Regions from separate parts of the Rattus norvegicus genome. Here region 2 is linked to region 1. The links are chromatin contacts, called in public Hi-C maps. All regions are on one chromosome and are shown on one strand. The core of a region is the stretch at or near the end of the contact, and the rest is flanking DNA. Distances in the headings are between cores, read along the strand shown. Region 1 overlaps Rprd1b (regulation of nuclear pre-mRNA domain containing 1B). Region 2 holds the start of Tgm2 (transglutaminase 2).

Region 1 (7,791 bases), core at 2,704-5,203:
TTCGAGCCTTTACAGATAGCTGCTCTCTACTTGGAAGCACTAAATGTCACTGAAATGTATGTTCTTTCAAATGGTTAATGTTATGCTATGTAATTTTACCTCAGCCTACAAACAAATCTGTAGCCAGGAATTCACCTAGAGCTCTGTCCTGCATGGCGGTCTTTGCCTGCCATAGACAGCCCCTCCAGGAGATCATGGACACACCATGATTTAATGCACGAAGCTGCTGTTCTAGGAGGTGAGACTGCAGGCACCTGACCTTGTGTTTTGTTTTACTTTAAAGCTTGTACAAGCAGCTTCTCTCCTCCACCTTCCCCCACCCCCATCCTGATAGCTCTGAACAACATATGCACACCACATTTCACCAAAATGACAGACAGGAACTCTGTGTCACCTGCTCAGACTACGACTTGTGAGCTTTAAGCACCTGCTTGGCCTGAGAGTCACCTTTGTCAGCAAGAACAAAGTCCCCTTGCTCTACAGTGGTGTCTGGAGGCTGTTCTGGCACCTCTGGCTTTACCCTTGTCAGTCCACCTGCCTTAGGTCCCACACTGTAGCCCCACACTCTGAGCTGTTGGTGACACGGGTCCCCTCCACAGGCTTCTTTTCCCTTTCTAGGTTTTCTCGGATTAGCACACAAAGCAGTGCAGTCCTTCCTCAGCTTTCCCTTTGACCTTGTTTGTAGATTAGGGAAGTGCTACAGTAGTGCCAACTATGACACTCAGCACAAAAATGGTTAAAAAGGCATAATTTCTAAATGAATCCTAACTCTATTAAAAGGAAAAAGGAAGGGCGCACAGTGGGGAAACCGTATAATTTCTACCACAATTACCTTTACTAATAATACCTTCTCTGCAAGCAGACAGTAAACCTCCAAACCACTGAGTGGACCTAGAAACAGCTCTCTTTATAGGAAAAGGTGACTTCCCAAGGAATCTGAGTCAAGAGCAAGCATTTTCTGAGGAAAAAATATGTCCCTAGTCAAAGAGCATAGTGCCCAACAGACTTCAAGAGGCTAGCTGTAGGCCTGGCGTTCAGAAAGAACTGGAGCATTTGACACTATGCACACTAACAAATATATGATCAAATCAATGTTGTTAATGTGCTCTTCTTGGTCTGTTTCCATGTCGTGAAGGAAAGGAAGCAGGCTTCTGTTCTTCAGGGAAAGCCTTGCTCCTGAGACGCTCCTCCAGCATCTTAACATCTGTGCACATGCCTCCATAGGTGAACAGGTGAACGGTTATTCCCTGAAGACACAGGCTCTCCAGTGCCTAGGTCCATACACGGTAGTCTCTTCGCAAAGTGCCAGGCCTCTGGCTGCTCTCTTGCCAGTTCCTCTTACAAAAAGGGTTTACTCTCAGCAGGGATTATCTTAAACTACAACCAGAACTGTTGTCTTAACCCCATTAGCTAGCCAGCTCCATCTATGCTATTCACACAATTCACTGTGCAATTTCCTTCTGTGAGCCACAATGGGTCCCCCTCCCCTTTAGATTCTGATCTAGCATCCCCTTCAAGGTTCAGAAGCCACTGGAAACCCAAAATAAAGTTATCAATGAAAGAGAGAGATGCTTGCTATCTGAAGGAAAATACAAAGTTAAAAGAATACAGAAAAACTTGACTGTTACCTAATTAGAATCGTGGGGAAAGAGTCCCAAGGAAACAACTCTATGTCTAAGAGTGCGGCATTTACAGTGAGAAGGCAATGAAAGGTTTCCCAACAGCTTTAACTGGCCTTCTGATTTGGTGGTGTTAAGGACTGATTATATTCTGCAAGGAAAATGGAGGGATATGCAGCACTGAGCCTTCACTCAAACTGTACACTGGGTGTCACCATCCTCATCAGGACAGAATGGAAGGAACATCTGTCTACTACAAGGAGTGAGAGGAAGCCTTAAATTCAGAAGAGCAGACTATTTGTGTCTGCATGGACGAAGAGCTAATGTCATCCCTCAGCCTTTTATATTTTATCTAGTCATTTGCTTTTTAAATGGAAGCAAACTTCATTTTAGTTTCCCAATGAATGGTCCAGCCCAGCCAGCTGGTTGACATGGTTTGGGACAGGAACCCTGAGCTCTGACTGCCTTGTGGTGCCAGGATCTTCCTCCTCCATCCTCAAGTGCTGGTTCCAATGTCACGCCATTTGGTGACTAGCAACAACTGAGCTGCCAAAGCCACAGAATGACTGACCTCTGATCTTCTGTACCTCAGAACTTCTTGGGGTACCCAGTAAGCTACCTATTCTGCAGAAGAAGCCCCACCCAAACCCACCCCAACCAACAGACAGTTAATTAGAAATGGGGAAGCGACAGAACAAAGAGTTAACTGGCTCTACAACAGTCTCCTTCTCAAAGACTGTCCTCTATGGTGCCTTGCCACGTTCCACCCAACAACAGCTGCTCATGATAATCAATGTCTGACAGATCAGAGAAAGCCCTTAATGTGTCGCCAAGGGGCAGTTCAACAGATGGCACGATGACTTACAACCAGAATCATTAATTACAATCTCTTATTAGTCCCAGGGTACAGTGAAAATGCTTCCTCAGTGAAAGAGGAGCGCTGCAGATAAATGGCCGTCTGCTCCTGCTGATGACGTTTCCTTTAGGACTTGTGGTCAGTGCTGAATCTACATGAAAGCCACACTACTGTGCATCTGTCTCTTATCTGCCACACCAAGCTGGCCAGGCATTTGAAGTCCCCCGCACCTCTAGCCATTACAACTCCCATAATCACTGTAGGGAAGGGTAAGGTACTGCCTCTCCAGGCAGCTGAACACAGAATGTAGAATGCACATCACTAGAGCTAGCTCAGTATTCCCTCCCTCTATACAGAACATTCCCCCACTGGAAGAAGGGTGGCCTTCTACTGAGGGGGTTCTTTGAGCTGTTTCCTGTGGTCACTATGACATTCTCCAGCTCAGCCCCATGTCTTCCTCTGCTACTCTTTTCCATGTATCTTTTAAACAAAGAGAAGAAACTAAGAAGAAGCTAAGAAATGCAGTCTAACAAGTGGGACAGGAAACCCCAGACAGCCACAGTGCTGGCTCTGCTCCCCAGGGACAAGGAGCTAAGCTGAATTAAGAAGCCAGACAGCAAAGGGACGACTCTAAACCCCTCCTTGCTGGAGACACTGAGGAACATGGCCTCAACTCAGGAAGAATGGGTTTCTGCCCACCATTGGAGTCAGGCTACACAAGCAGACTAAACTTTCAAACTATGTACAGGCAGGGCTTGCAGGCAGGTGACTTCCTGGCCTTAGCATATGTACATGCCAGAACTAAACTTCAAAACAACTCAGATTCCCAAATACAACCAGTAAGTACCCTTTGGTTTTGCTAACCCTTATGTACCTCAACTTATAATTTCTCAACAATACACTGAGGCAATTCTAAGATCCTAAACGCAGTGACTGAGAGGCCCCTGTTTTCACAGTCTGAGTTTTTCTTTCCTGGACATATAAAACCATGACTTCAACTTCTAACAAGGCTCCGGTAATTATGGTTACTGGATGAATGCTCCCGTCTCATTTGTTTTCAGAAGATAAAAAGGTTGATCCAGGAATAACATGGGATGTAGGAAAGGGGGGAGGGGGTGCAGTGATCAGGCAGTCGGGTCTGCCCTGCAATGTACTCACTTCTAGCTTTTTCTCCTTTTCTGACAAAACCTCTTTTTGGTTCTGGGTGTACTCCACCAGCATCCGAGCCAGCTGGCGCCGGTCTTCCAGTTCCGCTGCCAGGCGCCCGTTATATTCCGCTAGTAACAGACATGCTTCATCTACTGTTTTTGAAAGACGTTCAGCTGCCTCTTTGTCTGAATACAAATAAGAGCAGAAAACAACACACACGAATCACACAGGTATGAGTGCAAACATTCCTGAGAGGAGGTTCAGAGTCCAAGAATAAACCAGAACCCATGAACCAACAGTGCTGGGCTAGCCAAGAATCCAACTGCACCAACTCTGTCAAGAAGACACATTCTCAACTGCCTGAAGTGAGGCAACTGGACAGGGCGGGAAAGCTGGCTGGCTGAAGAGCTTCAGCAAAAGCTCTCCAAACAAAACCAGCAGAAAGGCACTCAAGAGTCATCTGTGAAATGATTTCTCTTGCCTCTCAGGAGATGAAATATGTTTGCTTATATTACTACATTAAGAATACTTTCCCTACTGTTCCAAAGAAACAGAGCAAGCGCTCATGTCTTAGGTTTACAGACACTGAGAGAAAACAGAAGTTTTGTGAGAGCTTTAGAATGTGGTCTCAGAAGCTCATCTGTAGGACTCTGTTTGCCAGAGAAAGAGAGTCTAGAACCTGAGAACAAGCTCATCCTCCCCACTTGCAAAAAGCAGGGCTTTTCAAATGTACATAAACATGACCCTCGATGGAAAGAGTGAAAACACACAAGCAGCAGCCCCACGTATGGTGAGCGGCACACCATTCCAGCCCTCATTGGAGGGCTGCCACCAATCCCAGTCAGCCTGGGTTACATAGCAAGATCCAAAGAGAGAAGGAAAGGAGAAAAATTCCTTTTCTTACTATGTGCTGTATTTTCAAAGTATTGCTCATCATGGACTAAACTGACTTCATGTCCAAAAAAATGGCTTGTCACCTACCTGTTGGGGGGAGAAAAAGAACAAACCCTGAAGTGTGAGCAAGGGCATCCTTGGAAGGAGGTGGTAAACGAAGGCTGGTGTAGCGAGTGAGCAGTGACAAAGAGAACTCAGAACATAAAGAGCTGCTGTAACTGTGCTGCTGGCCGGAGTTTAAACACATGCATCTTGCTTTAAAAGGTCTTTGGGGACTGAAGAGATGGTTTAGTGGCTAAGAGCACTTACTGCTGTTGTAGAGAACATGGGTGCGGTGCCCAGCACCCACATCAGGTAGCTCACAATCCAGAGGGTCCAATGCAATCTCAGCACCTCCATACATGCTATGTGGTACATATAAACGCATGCAGGTATGCACATACACACAAATGTTAAAGTAAATAAAATCAAAAGGTCTTCTGGGTAAAAATAGCAGGTTGAGGCTTTGAAACAAATGGCACCAGATCTGCCAGCAGTTACACAGACAATCTGGTGACACAAATCTGAGAGCCCTTGGTATTTTTTAAGGCAGTGGAATTTAGGAGTTTCTAGCGTAGAACAGCCATCTGGCCCTTTCTTGCCTCTGTGAACAGAGGAAATGAGCTGCTGAGGGCTCTCCAATGGGAACCCATGCCGAAGATCATGCTCTGGCGTCAGGGCTGGAGAACAACACTGGGAAGGGAGGGAGCAAGACAAAGGTGGGACAAGGGACTGTGCAGAGGGCCGGGAACCACTGCAGTGCTCCAGACTCTGCTAGTGCTGCCTGCAGACAAGCTTGAACGTGGCTGCTTTCAGCTTGGTCAGTCCTTGACTATTGATCTCTTTATAACAGTAATTAAGATGCTAGAGTCCTGTGGCAAAAAAAAAAAAAAAAAAAAAAAGAGGCAAGGAACACCAATTCTTAAGAGATAATATTTTTTAAAGAGTCAATTCTCACCCTCAAGAACTTGTATAAGGAAACCAGACCATTTATACAAGTAATTGCAACCCAGAAACATAGCGTTTTTTATCACTCAAGAATTACACAGGGCTGGAGAGATGGCTCAGTGGTTAAGGGCATTGACTGCTCTTCCAGAGGTCCTGAGTTCAAATCCCAACAACCACATGGTGGTTCACAACCATCTGTAATGAGATCTGGTGCCCTCTTCTAGTATGTCTGAAGACAACTATGATGTACTTATATATAATAAATAAATCTTTAAAAAATAAAATTACACAAAGCCACAGTGGGCTGGAACTGAAATCAGAGTCTTGCTCAGCCATGGTCATTGAAGCTTCCTGCTGTAGGAGAACATATACAGACCCACAACTGGACAATGTGCTTAGAGCGAGAGACTTTGGAACACCCAGGTCTAAATGGGATATCTTCATCTAATCCCTTCCCTCAGAGCTCAGAGAGTCAGCGGGAATGGAGGACACCAATGTAACAGTGTCTTCCAAACATGGCAGGACCGATGCACATATGAACTCAAAGAGACCGTGACAGCATGCACCAGACCTACACAGGTCCAAGCCAGACGGGGGCCCAGTGCTGAGAGAGGAAGCAGACAAGAGCCCCAATGCCTAACTACCTCCACGTGTCAAATGCTTGCAAAGAAAAATTATTTTCTCCAGTAGATGTCTAATACAAAACGTATTTAATGGTACTTTAGGAGATGTTCTGTCTTGAAATGCTTTGTTTGGGTAACTTATCTATCTTACTGTCCTTTGCTTATATATTATGGTTCCTGACTTTCTAATTTTATAGGTTTTATGTCTGTGTATATATGTGTTTCTTATGTTCTTCCCCCAATTTTTGTTTTCAACCTATTATTATTATTATTTTGGCTTTTGGGACAGGGTTTCTTTATGTAGCCTTGGCTGTCCTGGGATAAGCTCTGTAAGCCAGGCTGGCTTTGACCCCAGAGCTCTATAGTGAGGATTCTGGAATTTTGGTTTTGTTAAAAACAAAACAAAACAAACAAGATACATGATAAAAGCATGTTTTGTTTAATCCGGCTATGGGGACACAGGACCACATGCAGCAGCTGTGTATGATCTGCCTCGTGCTCTAGCGAGCGTGCCTTTGCCGGCCACAGACAGTTTCTCCACTGTGTGACACTGGAGTCTGGGAGCTCCTCAGAGCCTGTAAATGCTGGAGCCCTGCTGGGCGGGGCGGGTGGCTGTTGGTTTTCAGGAGTGTTAGTTCTAGTTCGTTAGTTAGTAGTCAGGCTCCGAGAAGAAGTTAGAATCAGAGATCTCTCTCCCCTTCACCCCTTCTCTCCTACCTAGTGAAAGAGGAATCGGGAAAGAAGAACTCCTGCAGTAGCCAGCCAAGGCCAGTTACAAAGCTCCGCCTGCCTCTGTCCCAAATTCTAGGATTAAAGGCACACATGCCACCACTGCTCAGTCTGTCTTTTTGTTTGTTTGTTTGCTTAAATTCTGGTTTATTTGTTCTTTTATTTACTGCTTGCTTTCAAAATAGAGAAAGTGTGGAGTTGATTGGTGGAGAGTTGGGGAGGCTCTTGGAGGAGATGAGGGACGGGAACTGTGATCAGAATACAGTGTAGGAAAAAAATCCTTTCAATTACAAAGCGGGGTAGGCACTACAGAAAAATGCAGTCCAAATGTAGAAGAGGATCTTGCCTGGGGCCAACAGTGGCTGTGCTTTGGTCTGCCCTCACCATGCCTTGGTGGGCTGGAGAATCCTGCAAACCTGGCTGACTCACTCAAACACCCAGTTTCTGAGAGTCCTCCAAGCTTGCTTTCCCTGTCTCCCTAGCAGCTAGCTCTCGCCAGCTACTAACTCACCTCCTCGCTCCCTTTAACAGTGATCTCAAGAGGCACTTACAGTCCCTATAACCAGCCCCTCTCTCCTATGTCAACAAGTTTACCCCAGTGAGCCTTCCAAATTCTCATGCATGACCTTCCTAACACCTACAAAATCCCTGAGCTCTTGCCTCCTGCACTGGTTCTCAGACAGAAGGAGATAAGATCCACCCTCAGCCCCTAAGTTTGTATTCTTAGTAGGAAGGTGTCATTCATAGTGTTGGAATATTCATCAGCTGAAGAGCAGTAGAGGAAAAGTGGAGTTCTGGGAGTGAGATCAGCGTTTTCAATAAGGAGGTTGGGCTGTCCCAACACAGATGTGGTAAAATACAAACCCAAAGCAAGGGAGGCTCAAAGACTCCCACAGCAGAAAGCTTTCCCTGATCACCTTGATCCCTTTAGAGA
Region 2 (7,791 bases), core at 2,704-5,203, 93 kb before region 1:
CCACTGATCCCCATACTTCCTCCAAAATGAAGGACCATAATCTTGAACTGTGAGCTGAAGTAACCCCTTCCCTTTTAAGTTGCTCTTGTCAGGTGATTTTATCACAGGGACAGAAGAAAAGCTAAGACAGGAAGGCTAGAAAGACATCTCAGCTGTTACTGTAGCAAGCGTGAGGGACCGAACATTGATACCAGAATCCACACAAAAGCTGGGTACCACAGTACACACCTGTATGCAACTCCAGTGCTGGTTGACTGGACAAGCAGAGTACATTGGACATTGACCTCTGGATGGAGTGCTGTTGGCCTTCCAGTCAGAGCACCACCGTTCTCCACCCTTCAGCTCCCCTGCAGCCTGGATATGCCATCCTCCCCAAAGATGAGCAGGGTCTAGACTACCCCTTGACATTTCCACCCGTCCCCTGTGCTAATGGCCCCACCCCACCCATCATCTCAGCCCAGGGGAGTGGCCCAGCTATCTTGGGTCCCTCACACCAGATACTGCTCATCCCTGTTAGTCACAATCAGTAGAAGAGGGAAGGCCTCCTAATACCCCAGCCCTGTCCCACCCTTGGCTCCTCTCACCTCCCTTTCATGCAACTCAGAGTCAGCTCTGGCCCAGGGACCTTTGCCCTATGGGAATGGACAATGTCTGGGAGCCCAGTCATGCTGTGTGACTCTAGCTTGCTCAACCTCTGAGTCTAATCTTCCCCTTCTTCCTTTCCCTCCTTGTTATTTTTCCCTTCAGCTTTTTCTAACTCACCCCTTTTTATTTTATTTTTTTTTCTGTAATGTCAAAGACATTTTGGACGCCCAAAGTCTATGACAGACCACAGGTCAGATACATCAGCCACAGCCCAGAGGACCTCCCTTGCTGAGAGTAGACTGGACTGACACAGGCCCCTGAGGGGCTCCCCTATGGCTGGTAGAGGCAGACCTGACCTGAGTCAACACAAACCTTTTATCTGACGCATTTTTATGTAACATTAGGCCGTCACTTTACCCCTTGCCTCTCTTACATCACTGAACACATGACAAAACTCATGCAGTGAAGCTTCAATGGAATTCAGGCCATAAATGGACTATTCGAGTGTCCAAAGGCTCACCTTTGTCGCTACTGAGACACAAGCCTCCTGTTGGATGAGACCCAGTACTGAGGCTATAGGATTCAACGCCTTGGCTCAGGCATACAGAGTCCTTGGGAGACAGCGAGCCCTTTGGAGCTCCCAGTAAACCGTGTTCAGCATTTGGGACCTTCTTCCAATCCCTGGGGAGCCCCACTTTGTGAGGAGATACCAGACCCTTTGCAGACATCTTCATAAGGAAGTTTCTGGTGATGTTTTACTATGTAACCAACACCGGGTAAACAATAGCTAATTCCCTCAGCTGAAGATGTATCCATTCCACAGAGGGGAGAACCAGAGCTCAGAGAGGTCTAACGGCTTGAGGGTGCTCCCACAACAATAGTGAGCTCCGTACTCTTCCTGATCCAACGGCTGCACAGTCCGTTCCCAGAAAGTATGGCAAAAGGCTCTCCACACAGTGCTCTCCAGGGACCTGCAACCCTTGACCACCTTCTCTGCCGCCAAAGCACTTCTGAGACTTTCTTTTTTAATTTTAAAAATAATTTATTTTTATGTGCATTGGTATTTTGCTTGCATGTAGCTCTCTCTCTCTCTCTCTCTCTCTCTCTCTCTCTCTCTCTCTCTCTCTCTCTCTCTCTCTCTCTGAGTTACAGACAGTTGTGACCCTCCATGTGGGACCTGGGTGTTGGTTCACAATATGTGAGATTCCATGTGGGGACTGGGAATTGAACCCTGGTCCTCTGGAAGAGCAACCAGTCCCCCCAACCACTAAGCCATCTCTCCAGCCCCCATTCTGAGTCTTATCTGCCCCTGTGAGGTATAACACAGCAGGGCCTCACAGACTTCCTCAATAGAAAACTGAAAACTGAAGTCAGAGTCAGGCAAGGGACCCAAGTCACAGGACCAGGAACCAAGTCTGCCACCTTACTTAAGTCAACAGATCCAGCCTAGTATTGCTTAAGGCCCCAAGCCACCACCCAGCTGGCTACAGTTCTGTAGAAAGAGACAGAAAAAGGATACAGGGCTGACCACTGGGTGAGGTGGGCAAGTCTGAGTTTCATGCTGAGTCCCTCACAGGAACCCCAAATAACTGGTGGGACACCCCCACCATCTGCTCAGTGAATCACAGCTTGCTAACTCCTGTGCTGGTTCCATCAAGGTCTGACTGCACCAGGACCTCTCAACTCACGCACAGTGACCCAGTGCATGCCTCCACTATACGGTTAAGGGAGGCCCAAGGCACGCCACTGTTGGGGACCCCAGACAGGCCTCTAAGGAGTCCTGCCATCATAAAAATAGGGACACAGTGGTAGCAAGAGTGGCAGGCCTCCACATCAGCCCTAAAGGGGCTGGCTGTGGGCCCTATGGTAGTCGTAGCAAGGGGCCAGACAACTTCATAGCATACCTGTGCTCTGAAGCACTCAGGGTGGAGACAAAGGTGGGAAGAATGCATCCTCCTCAGATGGGAAAGGTCAGCAGAGTCATCTCTAACCTTCTCTGACAGGGCTGACACCCTTAGGCCAGCCTGGGCTCAAGAGTCCCTAGGTGTTAACCACTTTGACTATGCCCGACTCAAACCTGTGAGGAACGAGTTCTTGTCCTTGTTCCTGGCAGGATGGAATGGAGGCCCCCCAGTACCTCCCTGAGTCGCTAGCTATCAGGGACCCCACGGTCCCCAAGGACTGTATGGGCTTGTCCTGGCACCCTGAGTCACACTCAAATAGAGCCTCAGGGGTTGGGGATTTAGCTCAGTGGTAGAGGGCTTACCTAGGAAGTGCAAGGCCCTGGGTTCGGTCCCCAGCTCCGAAAAAAAAAGAAAAAAAAAAAGAAAAAAAATAGAGCCTTAGGGTGTCCTCTCAGGTCAAGGCGGCCAGTCATGCAAAGTATCCCAGAGAAAGGGCTAAGGGAATCTGCAGGCCTATGCCCTTTCAGGAAGTCCCCCACTCAGTCTACATGGTGGTATAGAAGCAGATCGAGTTGCCATCAGAGAAGCCAGGATGAGAGTTGGTCCATGGGAAGGGTGGGAGGTATGGTCCCTGGGCTCTTCCTGCTGTATCCACAGTGAGCTAACTACAAAGAAGGGGAGCACAGGGAGGGGGATGGGAAAAGGGATAGGTGAGTGGATGCAAGCACAATGGATGGGTGGGGGATTATCAGAATGAGTGGCTGGGTGGGACGGGAAGGCTGGGTGGGTATCTGTGGGTGTCTGCATGCCAGTACCTGTGCCCCTGTCTGCAAGAGTCTATAAGCTCCCACATCCAGATACCTACATATTTGAGGGTTATATGGGGCTTAGTAGGAACCCAGCCCCATGTCTGGTTATGTCTAACTCCTGGCTCTCCAGGCTTGCAACGTGACTTAATGAGGGATGTTGATTTAATTATCGTGCATCCAAAATTGTCAGTTGATTCCCTGAGACTGTGGGTGGATCTCTATGTCTTTCTGCTTGGTTTTGTGTGTGTGTGTGTGTGTGTGTGTGTGTGTGTGTGTGTGTGTGTATGGTGTGTGTGTGCATGAAGTATGTATAGATATGGTATACGTGTGTATTTATGACTGTGGTATGTATGTCTATGTGTATCTGTGTAAGGTACATTCATGGATGTGTGTGGAGAGGTGTGTGTTCTTGGCTACTGATTTGGTCTGTGGATCTTATCTACGCGTCTCATGTTCGGTGGCCTTGGTCTGATCTGGGTGTTCATCGCACGCTCCAGATGTCTGTTCCGAGGTCGCCCTGTGTCCAGCAGGGGGCGCTCCCGGCAACCTTAGTTCCCGGACCGACAACCCTGGAGTCCGCCCCGCCCCGCCCGGGCCCGCCCGGTCGCCCTGGGCTATAAGTTCGCGCCGCGAGGCTGTCCCGCAGCACCGCACTGGTGATCCGCGCCCGAGTGTCCCGCTGCGTCCGAGCTGTCGCCGCTAGCTTGGCCATGGCCGAGGGTGAGTGCCTGAGCCGCGGGGAGGTAGAGTCGGGAGCAGGCTGGACTATCTCCAAGTCCCCAGAGCAGAGCGACAGGTGGGCCATTGGAAGGCACCTTGCTGGCCCTGAGTTGTTGGCCTCAGTTTGCCCCCACTTCAAGGCATAGCTGTTAATTCTGCCCTGGATGAGGTGAAAATGCTACCCCGAAGGTTTACTGGGAAGGGTGAGGTACTGTCTTCGTTCTCCCAATACTTAGTTAGCTGGGTCCGTGCTGCGTGCCAGGTACAGAGGAGCCACTCAGGGATGCTGACCGGAACGGGCACTTGGCTTTCCTCAGAGCCTGGAAAGAAGTACAACTTTCCTGGCTGATTCTGTGGTCTCAAATCGAAGTGACATTCCAGCATCTGGTGGAGCACCGCAGGAGCCAGGCCTGCCTGTTCTTTCAGGTCCTCTTGAGCCCTGGTGTTCTCCAAGTTCAGATCTTGACCACTTGTTGAAGTTCGGAGTTCCCTGCTCTAAGTTAGGGACAGTCGCTCCAGCCTTGGTACAAGCACAGGGCTGAGCAGAATGGAAAGGGTCCAGGGTCCTGTTCATTTCCTGCCTGCTTCCCTCCTGGAGGGTGTGCTCACATGTGTGCATCTGTGCATGGGCAGCACATGGAATCACATGGGTCAGGACTTGTACAATGGAGGAGGTTCCTAACGCTGCCAGACCAGCTAGCTATTAGGTCAAGTCCATTCAGGGATGGCATTTGCCTGCACTGTGACCTCAGGGAAGGAACTTGGGGCAAGAGAAGGGATGTGACAAGGGACCAGAAGCAAATAGGGAAATTCCAGAGTTAGCCCTGCTGTGAGACCTTGGGTCACTCCTTTATCTGAAATCTCAACAGGCCGTGTGATATGTCAGCCAAGGGTCTGCTTATCCCCAAGGCGGTTTCCCTTCCCTATCTCCAAAATCTGAGGGATCTCAGAGATACACCAGGCTGCTTACTGTGTTGGGGTTTCCTCCAGCAAAGGCTGTTGAGTTCTGTGATTCTGAACCCTGGCTAATGCACCCTTCAGGCTGTGGGTGGGGCACTGCATCCTGCCTCCCCAGGCCAGGGGATGGTTGACACCAGGGTTTCTAGAAAAATGGCCTCTTTCCTGCCTGAGCCTTCTGACATTGAAGATTTTGTGGGTCTGTCCAGCCTCCACTGCCGTGCTATCAACCTCTTTGCTGAGATGTCGCTGGTCATTACCAGGGCAACCTACTGAGTCTTGCTACAAACCAAAAAGGCACCTGCTATAGGACCAGGATCACAGACATTTCATTCGAGGTGGTTTCTGGAGAAGCCTTCTGCACCTCCAGGATGGTTTCCCTCGATTTGGAAACCTTGCACAGCAGGAGGCCCAGCATCTAGGCTGGATGACTTTGGGCCCCAGTCCCTGCCCTGGGCCTCAGTCGGACCACATGTCCTGCACTGGCCACATCTCTGAAAGTCTTGTGCCTACTCTCCACCAGAAGGACTCCCTAGTTCTGACCATGAGCCTCTTCAGACCGGGACCCCACGCCACCCCCACCTGTCACCTAGTGCTTGCCCAGGTCCTCAGCTCTTCCTGGAACTGAAAATAGGATTTCCACAGCACAAGGCTCTCTCCTGGGCTGGGGCCCGTCTCGACTTCATAGCACTCTCTGAGGTTCGAGGGTAGGAACACTTGCCTAGGATCACAAAAGCAACATAGGATGAAAACATAGGTCAAAATACTCCCAAACTGTCATTTTAAAACCTTTTATTTTGGAGAATATTGGGCGACCATAAAGTAGGGAGGAATAGCGTGATAAACTCCTCTGCCCTCGCTATCCACTTACTTCTGCCTCCTACCCTGTGCTGTTCTTGGGAAGAAAATCCCATGTCCTACCAGCTGTGAGCCTATCAACACATGCATCAAAAATAAGGACCCTCCTCAGAGACAAGTCAGCAGAATCCCCCAGCTCTCCTCTCTGTCACCAGTTCAATTCCTAGAAAGCTGCCTGTCCCCTGCTCACTGTAAATGTTTAAAAATCATCTTGTGAGATGGGTCTTAAAAACAGCCGCACATCACAACTGGCAGAACACCCTCCGCTTCCCATCACAGGGTCTCCTTTCAAACTTCTAGGGCTTTTTCCCTCTTGCATTTGATATGTGAAGGAAACCAGATTTTCCTGAAGGCCTCCCAGACTGAATTTTGTTAGCTGTGCCTGGTTCTGTCCTTTAGCCTGATCCTTAGTCTATGGTATTTCTAGGATGGTGGCTGTCTTCAGGCTGGAGAAAATGGAGTTTAAAGCCAGGCTGGGCTACATAGTAAGATCCTGCATGGAAAAGGGGAAGGAGGGGAAAGGAAGGGAAGGGAATAGGAGGGAAGAGAAGAGGAGGGCAGAGGAGGAGAGGAGAGGGGAGAAGAGGAGAGTAGGGGAGGGAGGAGCGGGAGAGAGGGGAAGGGAGGCGAGGGGAGGGGAAAGTTATTTGGTTCTGGTAGCAAGCGCTGAGTGCCTTCAGCAGATGCCAGCCCTGTGTAAATCAAAGTCAACGCTCTTGATGGCTGTGACCCTGTGTGGTCTGTGCAGACCAGGAGTATGGGCATTAAGTGCCCTGTCGTGCTTCACACACAGCAATTTATTTAAGGCTTGTCATGGCCCTCTAAGATGGGTTCTGGAAACTGAGGCCCAAGAAACTTGAATCGCTGGGGATCACATGACTGGGTCATGGCAGAGGTCTCTCCCATTGCAAGTAGGAGCTTATGATTAAAAGCCCTGTCAATATTTAGCCTTGCCAGACCCCTGCAACCCTGGGAAGCTATGGGTTGAAACGGTGAGGGCTGTGCTTCTAGAGGGGAGAAAGTGTCACCAGGGTCTAAAGAATGTCACAGAGGGTACAGAGCCCCGCCTGCAGCAAGTAGGATTGTATCGCCCAAGATCACCGTCCGCTGAGAGAGATGCCACAGTGGCTTATGCCTGCCTCTGTCTCTGTCTCCGTAGAGCTGAACCTGGAGAGGTGCGACTTGGAGATACAGGCCAATGGCCGTGATCACCACACGGCCGACCTGTGCCAACAGAAACTGGTGCTGCGGCGAGGCCAGCGCTTCCGGCTGACACTGTACTTCGAGGGCCGTGGCTATGAGGCCAGCGTGGACAGACTTACATTTGGTGCCGTGACCGGTGGGTACCTTTGATTCCCTCTGTGTCCTACTCCAGGACAGATGAATTCCCACTTCCCTGCGTGACTCCCCTCATCCTGTGGGAATCTCAGCTGTCATTAGCCCCATTTCACAGATGAGAAACTGAGACTCAGAACCAAAGAGGGAGGGGCCACTTGAGGCTCTGCAAGCCCATGTGTACTGGGTTGCTGCTTCCCACAACTTCCTGCCTTGGAGTTTCATCAAGATCTTCCCTAATCTTTCCCATGACAAACAACTTTCCCATCTCTTCTAACCAGGGCTCCCAAGAGCCCACCAGGCCGCTGGGATCTGACCTAAACCAGCTCTGGGTAGTTGGGGAAAGTTCAGTTGACTGGAGGTGAGGTGGACTGCTGACCTACTGTGTGACATGGAGTTAGTCACTTAGCCTTTCTGAGCCTGAGTTTCATCAGCAATTCACACTGGAGGCTTCAGTAAGAAGGCCCTGGAAGGGGCTGGGGATTTAGCTCAGTGGTAGAGCGCTTACCTAGGAAGCTCAAGGCCCTGGGTTCGGTCCCCAGCTCCGAAAAAAAGAACCAAAAAAAAAAAAAAAAAAAAAAAAAAAAAAAAAAAAAAAAAAAGAAGGCCCTGGAAAAGTCCTG

The links. Hi-C and Micro-C count contacts between places; a contact is called where the count stands out from the background.
Region 2: a contact with region 1 is called in a Hi-C map of liver, with 3 times the contacts expected there. The contact joins the promoter of Tgm2 here to the enhancer-like site in region 1. A contact is called at or near these places in 8 of 12 Hi-C or Micro-C datasets (the Rat2 cell line, Schwann cells, hepatocytes and 4 more).

Annotation. Positions count from the first base shown.
Region 1 is chr3:167,125,038-167,132,828 of GRCr8, reverse strand. Rprd1b (regulation of nuclear pre-mRNA domain containing 1B) reads right to left here. Exons shown (of 7, transcript NM_001098727.1): 6 at 3,634-3,809. Among named protein-coding and RNA genes, the nearest start is that of Rprd1b, 26 kb to the right of the region's middle. Within about 2 kb of position 3,953, at least 17 of the 93 cell types and tissues checked have an H3K27ac peak or open chromatin away from gene starts, as enhancers often do. A contact at or near this core is called in liver, where this site is marked.
Region 2 is chr3:167,218,007-167,225,797 of GRCr8, reverse strand. It overlaps Tgm2 (transglutaminase 2), which reads left to right and starts at 3,953. Exons shown (of 13, transcript NM_019386.3): 1 at 3,953-4,018; 2 at 6,993-7,172. The coding sequence starts at 4,009.